2 separate regions of the Mus musculus genome follow, and region 1 is linked to region 2. The links are chromatin contacts, called in public HiChIP or PLAC-seq maps. All regions are on one chromosome and are shown on one strand. The core of a region is the stretch at or near the end of the contact, and the rest is flanking DNA. Distances in the headings are between cores, read along the strand shown. Region 1 has its middle 91 kb from the start of Mir3966. Region 2 has its middle 9.5 kb from the start of Gm40747.

Region 1 (7,153 bases), core at 3,880-6,379, 1.1 Mb after region 2:
AACAGTCTGCTTTACGGGAACCTTTATTACCGCGACCCGCAGTTCTGGTTCTGGAATGAGGGATCTTCCTTGCGCCGGTCCCGAGTTTTCTTGTATTTTTTCGTCCCGGATTTTTTCTCGTCCCGGATTTCAGCACCAATTCTTATACGCGTTCGCGCGCCCGGCCAGGAAAGAACACAACAAACCAAAATCTTCTGCGGCAAAACTTTATTGCTTACATCTTCAGGAGCCAGGAGCGCAAACCCCCAGCCCCAAAAGCGAAAGCCACCCCAATTACATCTTTAGGAGCCAGAGCTCCGGCGCGCCAAAGCGCAGAGCGCGCTCTATTGTTTACATCTTTAGGAGCAAGCGAGCAGGCGCCAGAGCCAGAGAGAGAATGGCGGAAACCCCGTCCCCTTTAAGGAGGAGTTATCCTTCGCTTAGGACGCATCACTCCCTGATTGGCTGCAGCCCATGGCCGAGCTGACGTTCACGGGAAAGGCAGAGTACAAGTAGTGGTAAAATACCCTTGGCACATGCGCAGATTATTTGTTTACCACTTAGAACACAGGATGTCAGCGCCATCTTGTGACGGCGAATGTGGGGGCGGCTCCCAACAATATGGGGCTATAGTTAAAAAAGAAATAAAAGATAAGCCTTGTTGTTTGTAGATAGATAGATAGATAGATAGATAGATAGATAGATAGACAGTTTACTTTTTTTGCTCTAAAAGCTGGGACGTCCTAGGTATGGGTAGCTTCAGTCCCTGGAGACTTACTGCTTCCTGGATCATGGATGACTATTTACTCAGTTCCAGTGTTCTTAAATAACCGTTGGAGTGAGGGAGGTCCTTGGGACCTCCTTAATGAGGGCACTATTCACACCATCAAAGGCTTTTTATCATAACGTCGGTTTAGAGTTTAAGATTTCAGCTTATGAATGTGAAATACACAATCCATCTATAAATGTTCAAATGGTAATGTTGCTCTGCTCTTAGAAACATAAACTATTGGTGGGTTCCTGGGTAAAGTGTGGCTTATTACCTCACTGTCTTAAATTTAGTGTAAAATCAAAGAAAAAGATTGGAAAAAAAAAAGAGGTAGGGACTAGGGAGGCAATAGTCCCTTTAGTAAAACTCCAGGGAATTCTGAGACACTGTATTTGTCTTATTGCATCTGACTCAGTAAAACGCAGCCTTCCTGGGCTCCATCATCAAGTTCCCTGCAGTCATGAGGTGATGGGACTAGAGAGAGTTTGGGAGGTAGTCTAGTGGGTTGCAGGATTCCTTATTTTTCTTTTTATTGGTTATTTTATTTATTTACATTCCAAATGTTATTCCCCTTCCCAGCTTCCCATCTGCAAACCCCCATGCCATTTTCCCTACCCCCTCCTTCTATGAGGGTGCTCCCCACCCACCCACTCACGACCTCCCTGACTCACCCCTCACCCTTATCATTCCCCCATGCTGAGGCATCAAGCCTTCGAAGGACCAAGGGCCTCCCCTCCCATTGATAAGGCCATCCTCTGCTGCATATGCAGCTGGAGCCATGGGTCCCTCCATGTGTACTCTTTGGTTGGTGATTTAGTTCCTGGGAGCTCGGGGGTATCTGCTTGGTTGATAATGTTGTTCTTCCTGTGGAGTTGTAAACCCCTTCAGCTCCTTCAGTCCTTCCCCTTACTCCTCTGTTTCAGGATTCTTTAAAGCCTTAAGAGGAGGGCTCTTCTGCACATGTATCAGAAGATGGCCTAGTCGGCCATCATTGGAAAGAGAGGCCCATTGGTCTTGCAAACCTTATCTGCCTCAGTACAGGGGAACACCAGGACCGAGAAGTGGGAGTGGGTGGGTAGGAGAGTGGGGGAGAGGGTATGGGGGACTTTTGGGATAGCATTGGAAATGTAAATGAAGAAAATACCTAATTTAAAAAAAAGAGGAGGACTCTTGAAGATCACTGAGTACAGCTGACCCTAGCCCTGAGCGGTATTTCTGATGCCGCACCTAGCACAGCTCCAGCAAGCACCACTCTCTTTTATTTCCTCTGCCTCCTAAACTGCTGTGGATTTTGAATTTGAGCAGCACAGGACTAAGGGATCTTGGGGGCTCTCAGGCTTTCTGATTCCCTTCTGTGTTTATTAGATAATGAACAGCTTTGCCCAGTGCCTCCTTTTCCCATCTTAAAGTTCTTTTTCTTTTCCTTTTTCTTTTCCAGCTATACATTTTACAGCAGTTCCCTAAGGCACAATAACCTTGGCCAGAGTTCCTATAAAACCATTCTGTGTATGTATCAAATCAGTATAAACAACCTTATGGCTTCAGACACTTAGCCCTTTCAAAATGAATTCTTACTCTCCTGTTTATGTTGCTTAAATTAGCCTCGGTACAAAAGAACCTTTGAAAGCATATTCTTTCAAAAACACTATTCTCTGGATGTAAGTAATTCCTACGTCCGTTCATTTATATTTTATGGAATGATTGGTCGAGTTTGCTATTGTGTTCCTGACAGTGCAAATGCTGGGCACCAAGCAACACTAAAGACAGCCATCCCTCTTGAAGAGATTGCAACTTACTGTTGGTAAGACAGGGTTAGAATTTCCTTTACTGTCATTTATCTATTATTAATTTACTAGAAGCAAAGTTGAATATTTATGGATAAAAGTCACGTTGAAATGGTAGTCGCCCAAAATATCCATGTCATTGGGTAACTGAGTACGAAAAGAGAGCTTTTCATGTGTGTGCAGTAAGGGAGGATATGCATGTACATGTGTGTATGTATATACGTATATACAAATATACACATACATACATATATATGTATATGTATGGCTATGTATATATGTATGTCTATGTATATATGTGCGTATATATGTATATGTGTATATATGTATATGTTTGTATATATATGTATATATGTGTGTGTGTATGTGCATGGATATATATATATGTACATATATATATATATATACATATATATACACACATATATACATAGACATACATATATATATATATATGTATATATACATAGACATACATACATACATATATATATGTGTGTGTGTATATATATATATCTCCATGCATATGAAGGCCAGTGGACAACCCTGACTGCTTTTACTCAGGCACAGTGGAACTTGTTTCTTAAGAAAGGATCATTCATTGGTCCGGAATTCACTAATTAAGCTAGGTTTTTCTGGCTGGCAAGGCCTGCTACCACACCTGGCTTTTTGATGTGGGTTATGGCTATGAAACTCAGGTTCCAGTGTTTGCAAGACAAGCACTTTAGTAAGTTACTTCTCTCTCAGCCTGTGAAGTTACCTCTTAATAAAGGGTTGCTAGGAATTGGCAAGAAGATGAGAGGGAGAAGGTTGTCTCACATTAAGCAGGCACTGAATTAGACTAGAGCTCCTTCAGAACTCGGGAAGCCTTCAGAGATGCCAAAGTCTTGGTCTTGACTTTGGGCTTCCAGAGCTGTGAGAAAAGAGGGTTCTGTCATCTCAGTGTGTGGTGTTTTGTCAGGACAGCCTAAGTTAACCAAGACTCCAGCCTCCTGTGAAGTGTAATTAGGTCTTACAGCAATTTTCTGGATTATTTGCTGTTGCCTGCCTACCTATGGACTTAAAGGGGTCTCTGGAGGGTCCCTAACTTCACACTCCCAATTCAGCTTTCTCTCCCACTCTCCTTTTGCTGACTTGCCCAACTTCCTGTTATCAAAACCCCATGTTATTCAGGAGCAGCAGCTGTTCTCCTTGTCCTCTGCAGTTGTGGCCTCCTGCGAGTTTTGACTGTTCCCTGTGAAGAAATACAAAGGCACCCTGCCCTCCCCCGCACCACTAAAAATTCTGATCCATGTATTTTTACTGAGGTTACAAAGTAATAATCCCACAAGATGTTCCACCACAGGGGAAAAAACAGACAAAACAAAGCAAGACAAATCCAAAAACCTAGGACTTTGAAGGATTGGTTAGGGTTAGTTTTTGTAAACGAACAGATCTGGTAGATCTGTCTGACTCCTCAAATTCAGATTACTCAAACTATGGAGATACCATAGGGTTAGAGGCATAGGTCCAAAAGATTATGTGAATAGGACAATTTTTAATGTTGGTTTTAAGTCAGTCACATCTTAGTTGCCCTCACTCCTGAGGGCAAGCAAGCATAGCTATAGAGGACAGTGTAGCTACAGAACTGTCAAGGCTAGAAATGTCACTGAAAGGAGAATTTGGGGTTTGGATAACAGATCTTGAAGCCACTGGAGAGAGGAGGGCTTTGCGCTGGCTCCTCTTCTGATCCTCCATGTCTTGCTCTGCTAATTTCCTGTGACTTACCAAATTCACTTTTTAGTGAGTAAAAACTTCAAAACCACAACCAGAAAATGGAAGAGCAGTGAGACTTAGTGCCCAAGGCCAGAAATGAAAGCACCAGGATAGTTTTTCAAAACAACACTACCTTCCAAAGGAGAGAAGCAAAGGTGTTTTATTTGGGAACCCTGTAGATAGCCATTCTTGAAACCACATCAAAGCCAGTTCAAGCTCAAGGTAATATGTACATATTCAAAATGGAAAGACAGAAGGTATTAGAACATGGCCTGGACTTTCAAGCCCAATTCTAGAGCCCGAAGCAGGCCACACCTTCCTGGAACTCTGCCTGGGATAGCAGTTTGAGAAGCAGTCAGTAATGTGACTTGATATCTCTCAGTCTATAGCACTTAGTTCCCTGGTATGCTCTCTCTCTCTCTCTCTCTCTCTCTCTCTCTCTCTCTCTCTCTCTCTCTCTCTCACACACACACACACACACACAAAACAAAAAACAAAAAAACAAACAAACAAAACCACACACTATGCTGAACTGAATCATGTGCTGCAAAACGTTTGGCTGCATAAAGGTTATTCAAAGTTGACCCTTTGTTCTAGGGGTTGATTTGAGACTACCCAGAGAGATTGCTCAGCTCAGGGATTTGGTCTAGAGATAAGGCTGCTCTCTGAAGAGGCCCTGGTCTCTTCCTCCTTGACCTTCCCCAACTCCTCTCCAGGCTTTGAAGAGAAGCCTCTACTCTCATTTAAGGCTCCATCTTGTGCAGTGTATTGTTTCTGTTCCAGCCCCAAGGCCCACTTGTGGTTTCAGCTCCTCTTTACAGACCAACTGCAGCTGGTTTTCTGTAGTATCATCTTTTTTTTTTAACAGAGGAAAGAGACACTTCAGGGCATGCCCAGTTCTGTACTGTGATCAAACAAATTTACTAGAGGCTAGCTGAAAGAATTAGAGGAAATGAGTTGGAGATCTTGGCTGCCTGGTCTTTCATACATTTCTCCAAAGAATTTGAACTGAAACATAGAAAACAAACAAACAAAACATTGAAAATGTCTTAACAGCCTTGTAAACTCATGGGATGGGAGTTTTCCCTTCCATACATTCAGGAGTAATGTCCCTTAAAGAACTAGCCTTGTTTCTTGGCTAACAGAATAACTCACGTTATTCTCAGTTTTCTGGGTCTGTGTGCAATCCATCTGTGGAGACATTTCAGCCCACACTGAAAGGATCTTCACAAGGAAGGACAGCGATTTAGAGATTTCGTTTCTTCTCTCCCCCCTCACCCCCCGCCCCCAACCAAGGAAGCTTACTGCACTTTGGCTCTACCCTCTGGCCAAGGGCTGCCACTCTCATTGTGCAACAAGAACTCAGCTTGGATCTTGAAATGACTTCTTTCCCGGCCTGCCTTGTGACTGAACATGCTAAAAAACGCCTCACTGTATAACAGCCCAGACTAATACTTACCAAGAGAAAATAAAAGTGAGCTTATAAAAGCAGAGGCGTGAGTCACTAGGAAGGAACAGCCAACACAGCCTTTGCTGGGCTTTTATTCACATGGAAACGAAACCCCTCCAGCCCCACCTCCTCCAGCATCTTTTCTCTGTCTCAAAGTACTCTAAGTCCCAGGGAGACTTAGTGTGTCAACAGGATGACCCTAGGTTAGGCCTGCGGGCTTTTCCAAGAGAGGCAGGAGGTGAAAGACCCCAAATGCCCCTAAAAACCACCGTGAGACTATTTCCCTCTTTTAAAATGGAAAATGGACAAACTCTTCTCTATGAAATTGAACAGGACCACATCTTTGTAAGACTCAATCATCCTACCTGATTATGTCTTGTAGATTCTAATAGTATTCTGGGAGATGCCTTTACATGTCAACACAGTTGAGGAAAAATCAACTGTGATGAGAGAAGAAGAGCTTGGGTAATCTCAAACACGATATTTAATCGATTTTTATCATTTTCTGTGTCTTTCTGTCCCTTCTTGCCCATTGCCTGGAATGTACAAGTCATGCTATCTGAGATATAAGGTATGATTTATGCAGCTGATACTAGCAATGTAACTTAACAGAACATTGACCAAATGGATCCTATTTAATATAAGTTCTATTCTCATTAAAGAATTTTAGAGACAGTGTTTTTCTCTTTCTCTAAAACACACAAGTTTGTAATCAGTTCTCTCTTAATGAAGTCTAAGCATTAGGGCATGAGAAGTTTCTTTATGCCCAGATTCTAGAAAATATTTATTTTATTAAATTTTAAGAGGTAACAGAAAATGAGTGAAAATGAAAATGGTTTGTGTTAATCAAAATATCTTTAAGTAATGTATATTAACATTATCTTTTAGGTTATGGCTGTGGCATAATTTCCAGGAATAATCTCATGTATACAATTGAGAAATATGATTTTTGAAGATTATAGCACATAAAAATGGATAGTTAGTTTGTCAAAGATTTTAAAGCCAGTTTTCAGTTTTGTTTTGTTTTGGCTTTTGGTTTTGTTTTTTTCTTTGTTTGGGGTTTTTTTGTTTTGTTTCTCTCTCTCTCTCTCTCTCTCTCTCTCTCTCTCTCTCTCTGTGTGTGTGTGTGTGTGTGTGTTGGGGGGGGGGGTAGATCAGAAGAGATACCAACCTGGCAAATGTCACATTCAGGATCTGGGTAAACTTTGACATCTCCCTCTAATAGTAAAAGAGCTATAATAACTTTTTACTAAATAAAGATAGCTAATACTTTGACTTTAAATGGAAACTAAAGTATTAAAATCACATTTTAAAGTGCTCAGGAAATTTCTAAACAGTTTTGTTTGTGTGTTTGTTTGCTTTCTTGCTTGTTTGCTGGTAGACAAACTTAATAGGAATATTTTAAATTCAAAAAAA
Region 2 (6,678 bases), core at 167-2,666:
AGACTGGGTGGCCCACTCAGCAGAGGACAATCTGGCTGGCCCTGTTCCAGCCGCACTGGGTAAACCAGCCAGTCAAGGGGACACTTGTGGCAGTTTGGAATTTTCAAGTGGGTAAAAATAATGATAAATCCTTCAAAGAATCAAGGAGGAGCCCCGAAACTCATTTAGCCCTCAGACAGAAACCCTAGAAAATGCCCCCAGCCACCACCTGACAGAGGTGCATGGAAAACTCCAGAGGCCTGTTGCCAACATGGGATTGTTTGATCTGCCTTGAAGGTGATCCTAGCTTGGTGCTTTTCAGACTGCATTCTGGAAACATCAGCCCTAAGGCCCAAGTCCCTTGCTTTACAGGTTTCCAACAGAGACTCCTTCTTTTGGAAGACCTTTTCTTTCGGAGGGGAGTGACAAACGAAGCCAGCATTGAGCCTGGCCTTCCAGGCTGTCTCTGTGCATAGGGATCTGGGAGATGCTGCTGCCATCTCCGCCTCTGTCACTTACAAAGACCCCTCTAATCCCAATTGCCTCACACAAAAAAGAGTGGAAAAACAGTCTACGGACTGGAAATAAAAAGGAATGCCCAAGGAGCAGCTGGCACCTTAACGCCCCCACAAGACACTAGCTGGTACATCACCATGAAACCCAATCACCCTTTCCCCAGTTACGATGGGGTTGGATTTAGTTCTGCAACAACAGAATGAAGTATATGTTTTAACAAATAAACATAATTTTGGCAGAAGTGTCAGCATCGTTAGCCAGGAAATTTTTTATATACTTATATCAATTCGACATACCCTCAAGTCCCCCAGCCACGGCCCGTCAGTGAGGGACACAAATGCTAAGAAAGGGAGCAAATGTTTATGAATGTATTAACTGCCCTACACACACACACACACACATACACACACACACACAAATACTTGTGCTTCTATATTATAACCAAATATTACTTCTTCTGATCAGCATTTTTGTATTTGTCTACCTTTTATGAAGTGTTGAGCAGTGCCTACTTGCTAGCCATGTTGAATTTAATCATCTTTTTCTGAACTCTTGTCTTTTGGGCACCTCGCCTTTTCTTAGCATACACTCATCCTGAAACTCCTGGGAAATCAAAGGCAGGTTAAGCAAAGAGCTGCGCTTAGAAGAGACCAGCTCTTCTTGAACTCTCCTGGCATCCTATTGGAGGATTCTTTGTGACCCAGGATGAGCTAGGAACAGAGCCAGTCTTTCTTAGTACCTTGGCCAGGCCATTGCTGGGGATTCTCAGCTGTTGTGTCCTGTCAAGAGCTGCGGTGTGGGGGTGGGGGATTTATTGGGAAATAATAGATTGTAGTTAATTCCGACAGCTCACGGAGTCACAAGGGGCCAGATACTTCTTCTAAGCGAGAGGTAGCTGTGAGAGAAGTGAGAAGAGGATGCTGAAGGTGGGGGAAAGAATTGCAGAAGTGAAAGGAAGAGTCCTGGAGAGTGGGACTGAGGGGGAATGGCACTGTGAAGAGGGAAAGTCCCAGAGAAAGAGCCCCTTCTCTTTCCACAAACCTGCTCGCCCTCCCCCACCTCCCCCTGGCTCACAGCCTCTCATAAAGGGAGTGCTTCCCTGGGCTGCTGAGTGTGATCACACTTAATTTCAAATAGCAAAGTCCATTTCGAGCCGTATTTTCACACTGGCGGGATGAATGTGAATAATAGCCACATTGAGGCTGGTTCTGAAATGGCTCGCCCAGCTGACACGAATGTGAAGTTTTCCAGTCGAGAATGTGTTTAATGGTTCAGAAACCACTTTTTGCTGACCCTCAAGTCACCTCCTGAGTTTTGTCAAGAGCTTCTTTTTGAGAAAGGATTATTATCTCCAGTTGTTGTCTCCTGGGTGCAACTCTTTCTCTCTCTGCTTGGATATTTCACTTCAGCCTGTGGTAAGCCTGGTCCAAGCCTCTGGCTTCTTCTGTTTGGCCAACACCTTGATTAAGAGCCTAACTTGATTTTCTCCGTCTTCCTAGTTCCTGACCAAGCCTTCTCTAGACTTCTTAGGGTTTGCTTCAGATTTCTAAATCTGAGTAATTTCTAAGTTTTTGACCCCTGTTTTCATTCCAGGGCCCTGTTGCCTGAAGAAGGCCAACTCCAGAGCTCAGTGGTGGCAGGGCAGTTACAGGATTCAATTCCTGGAGAAAATGACCCCCTACCTCCTATTCTGTGTCTTTAATAGAATCTCAGCTGACTCTCCAAATCTTGCTGTCTAGACTTTGTCCCATGCATGTTCCTAGAATAGATGGGAATGACCCTTATCGACTTAGAACAGTCGGGATCCATCCTCTGGCTTTGGAAAGTATATGAGATAGTTGTACCAAATCAGTATTTAATTAGGGAGGTGAAGGCAGTGGAAAGATGTCAGGAGTTGGCAAGGTTTGCAATGTTTCCCTTCCTGTCTGCCTTTTGATCTCCTCTATGCACTTGAATCCCAGATCACTAGTTTTGGCCAAGACCCCACCCAATCTTCAGCCAGGCTCACTTTCAACAGCACTAGCCTTGTCTTACGTATGCAACTGATTCTCATCTTGGTCTTACGCACACCGCTAATACTCATTTTTCCTTTCCTGTCATTCATTTCCCTCAGACATTTTCCTGGTTTTTCTATCTCTCTTCATGGTAGGACTCATCTCTTTACTTACAGTCTTCCTTACAGTCTCTGTTCCCTCGTTTTGTACTGAATTAGTCACTAAGTCCTTTTGGTTTCTCTGGCAGGAATTTCAACCGTCTTTTTTTCCTTCCTCTTTCCTGCTTTCACTCAGTTAAGAGTCTGTCCTCATGTGTGTCTCTTCCTCCATCATCTCCCCCTTAATCCACATGATAAACAAGACACCAAATTGGTCTCCCACAACCCTCTGAGTTACTGTTTTCTTCAGAGTCGTCATTCTTATTATCTCAGGATTTAGTACAAACCACGGTCTCCTCCATCAGATTAGAGTGAGCTTCCTCCATCAGATTCAACCTTCCTTCAGTGTTTTTCCCCACTTCCATTTTATATTATACCAGTGCTCTGCCAGTCATGATGTTCCATTTGTAACTTCTTAAAACCAATTTCAAAGATGATTATTGGCTTGATTCTAGTTTGCCACATGCTACCTGTGGGTCACGTGTTATCTTGCTCATTGCAGCCTCCTATTTTTTTGTTTTTTTGCTTTTTGTTTCGAGACAGGGTTTCTCTGTAAAGCCCTGGCTGTCCTGGAACTCACTTTGTAGACCAGGCTGGCCTTGAACTCAGAAATCCACCTGCCTCTGCCTCCCTAGTGCTGGGATTAAGGGCGTGCACCACCACGCCCGGCTATTTTTTTTTTTTGTTGTTGTTGTTGTTTAGTATATAAAATGTTACTTTGCTGAGCACTGTAGGGCACGGCTTTAATCCCAGCACACAGGAGGCAGAGGCAGGTGGATCTCTATCAATTCAAATGCAGCCTGGTCTATTTAGTGATTTCCAGGACTGTGGGGCTACCTACAAAATGTGACTTAGATTCACCACAAATTGGACCACATATGGGACATAGAAGGTTCTCAGAGAAAGTTCATAGTTGGAAGATGAGTGGAATCTCTTCACATTAAATCTTATAGAGCCCTCTGGAGCTCTATAAGCTACATGGTTGAAATTCTTAACCTATCTCTGAAGCGTTGTCTTTCGTTTCTTACCCTGCTCCGCGTGGACTCCATCATGCAGACGGAAGAGCCCCACTTCCTGATCATTGCCAGCCCTACCAAATATCCACATTTTCACATCCACTCTTGCTTGCAATAGGGGTCTTCTTTTGCTCCTGCCTTTTGCTCCTTTGGTATGCAAATTAAAAGTCTTGTCTTCTGTAGTCTTCCAGGACTCCTGACTCCCATAAAGAGGAGTTTTGTGCATGTTTACATTTTACTCTTGGCTGTGTTCCCGTTCAGAACCAGAGGTCTTTTCCCATTGTTCTCCCCACACATAGCTTAGGAGATGGCTAATACATCATGATACATTTGTCGTTATTCTGTAGATTTTAATACTGAGAGAACTAATGTCTCTGACATAATCCTTCAATCATCCAAGACACTCTTCAAATACAAACCAAGCTTCTAAGTGTGGTCTGTAGAGATCTACTGGGTATGGTTTTGAGCTTCACCTTGTAGATCTCTGTCCTATTCACTTTACTGTGCACATACCTGTGGTCTCCAGTCTCCCAAACTATCTAAACTCATATATGCCTCTAGGCCTTTTTATGGACTCCCTCACTAAAATAACTCTTTCCTTAGCTCTTCATATTTCTGGATTTTGGTGGATCGAGGGGAGTTTCTTTTCTAGATCACTCCTGGCCAATCTATCCAGAAAGATATCCCAACATCTTTCAGATGTACCTGATTGCTCTCAGAGAATCCATTTGTTTACCCCCCCCCCCCCATTTTCTTCTATGTTAACATCTACCACTTGAATGTTAATTGTCTTAGAAGAAAACAGAAACACCCCTTGCTCACTAACCCACCCACTCCTGCTTCCCTGTCCTGGCATTCCCCTACACTGGGGCATCGAGCCTTCACAGGACCAAGGGCCTCTCTCATTGATGACCGACTAGGCCATCCTCTGCTACATATGCTGCTAGAGCCATGGGTCCCTCCATTTGTACTCTTTCGTTGGTGGTTTAGTCCCTGGGAGCTCTGAGGGGTACTGGTTGATTTATATTGTTGTTCCTCCTATGGGGCTGCAAACCCCTTCAGCTCCTTGAGTCCTTTCTCTAACTCCTCCACTTGTGACCCTGTGTTCATTCCAATGGATGGCTGCAAGCATCTCCCTCTGTATTTTTCAGGCACTGGAAGAACCTCTCAGGAGACAGCCATATCAGGCCCCTCCTGTTAGCAAGTACTGTTGGCATCCACAATAGTGTCTGGGCTTTGTAACTGTATATGGGATGGATCCCCAGGAGGGACAGTCTCTGGATGTCCTTTCTTTCAGTTTCTGTTCCACACTTTGTCTCTGTATCTCCTTCCATGGGTATTTTGATCCCCCTTCAAAGAAGGACTGAAGTATCCACACTGTGGTCTTCCTTCTTCTTGAGCTTCATGTGGTTTGTGAATTGTATCTTGGGTATTCCAAGTTTCTGGGCTAATATCCACTTATCAGTGAGTGCATATCATGTGTGTTCTTTTGTGATTGGGTTACCCCACTCAGGATGATATTTTCTAGTTCCATCCATGTGCCTAAGAATTTCATGAATTAATTGTTTTTAATAGTTGAGTAGTACTCCATTGTGTAAATGTACCACATTTTCTGTATCTATTCCTCTGTTGAGGGACATCTAGATTCTTTCCAGCTTCTGGCTATTATAAATGAGGCTGCTATAAACATAGTGGAGCATGTGTCCTTATTACATGTTGGAGCATCTTTTCGGTATATGCCCAGGAGTGGTATAGTTGGGTCCTCAGGTAGTAATATGTCCAATTTTCTGAGGAACCACCAAACTGATTTCCAGAATGGTTGTACCAGCTTGCAGTCCCACCAACAATGGAGGAGTGTCCCTCTTTCTCCACATCCTTGACAGCATCTACTCTCACCTGAGTTTTTGATCTTATCCATTCTGACTGGTATGAGGTAAAATCTCAGGTTTTTTTTGATTTGCATTTCCCTAATGACTAAGAATGTTGAACATTTCTTTAGATGCTTCTCGGCCATTTGGTATTCCTCAGTTGAGATTTTTTTGTTTAGCTCTGTACCCCATTTTTTCAATAGGGTTATTTGGTTCTCTGGAGTCTAATTTCTTGAGTTCTCTGTATATATTGGATATTAGCCCTCTATTGAATGTAGGGTTGGTAAAGATCATTTCCCAATCTGTTGGTTGCTGTTTTGTCCTACTGACAGTGTCCTTTGCCTTACAGAAGCTTTGCAATTTTATGAGGTCCCGTTTGTCAATTCTTGATCTTAGAACATAAGCTATTATTGTTCTGTTAAGGAAATTTCCCCCCTGTGCCTGTGTGCCTGAGGCTCTTCCCCACTTTCTTTTCTATTAGTTTCAATGTATTTGGTTTTATGTGGAGGTCTTTGATCCACTTGGACTTGTGCTTTGTACAAGGAGATAAGAATGGATTGATTTGCATTCTTCTACATGCTAACTGCCAGTTGAACCACAACAAAAGGAGGTCAAATGGAAAATGGATACATACTGGAAAGGAAGAAGTCAAAATATTTGGAGATGATATGATAGTATATTTAAGTGACCCAAAAAAATTCCACCAGAGAACTCCTAAACCTGATAAACAACTTGAACAAAGTGGCTGGATATAAAATTAACTCAAACAAATCAGTGGGCTTCCTTTTTTTCTTTTCTTTTCTTTTCTTTTCTTTTCTTTTCTTTTCTTTTCTTTTCTTTTCTTTTTTTTTAGACAGGGTTTCTCTGTGTAGCCCTGGCTGTCCTAGAACTCACTCTGTAGACCAGGCTGGCCTCAAACTCAGAAATCTGTCTGCCTCTGCCTCCCAAGTGCTGAGATTAAAGGTGTGCGCCACCACTGCTCGGCTTCAGTGGCCTTCCTCTACTCAAAGGATAAACAGGCTGAGAAATAAATTAGAGAAACAAAACCCTTCACAATAGTCACAAGTAATATAAAATATCTTGGTGTGACTTTAACTAAGCAAGTGAAAGATCTATATGACAAGAACTTCAAGTCTCTCCAGAAAGA

Evidence for each region. HiChIP or PLAC-seq counts read pairs in DNA pulled down with a chosen protein or histone mark.
Region 1: a contact with region 2 is called in an H3K27ac HiChIP or PLAC-seq map of bone marrow-derived dendritic cells, with 4 times the contacts expected there. The contact joins two enhancer-like sites. A contact is called at or near these places in 3 of 484 Hi-C or Micro-C datasets (bone marrow-derived macrophages, cortical neurons and muscle stem cells) and 2 of 115 datasets of contacts at active chromatin or transcription factors (T-cell acute lymphoblastic leukemia and bone marrow-derived dendritic cells).

What each region holds. Positions count from the first base shown.
Region 1 is chr10:97,329,137-97,336,289 of GRCm38.p6, forward strand. No RefSeq gene overlaps it. Among named protein-coding and RNA genes, the nearest start is that of Mir3966, 91 kb to the right of the region's middle. Within about 2 kb of position 5,130, at least 51 of the 459 cell types and tissues checked have an H3K27ac peak or open chromatin away from gene starts, as enhancers often do. A contact at or near this core is called in bone marrow-derived dendritic cells and muscle stem cells, where this site is marked.
Region 2 is chr10:96,265,030-96,271,707 of GRCm38.p6, forward strand. No RefSeq gene overlaps it. Among named protein-coding and RNA genes, the nearest start is that of Gm40747, 9.5 kb to the left of the region's middle. Within about 2 kb of position 1,417, at least 41 of the 459 cell types and tissues checked have an H3K27ac peak or open chromatin away from gene starts, as enhancers often do. A contact at or near this core is called in bone marrow-derived dendritic cells and muscle stem cells, where this site is marked.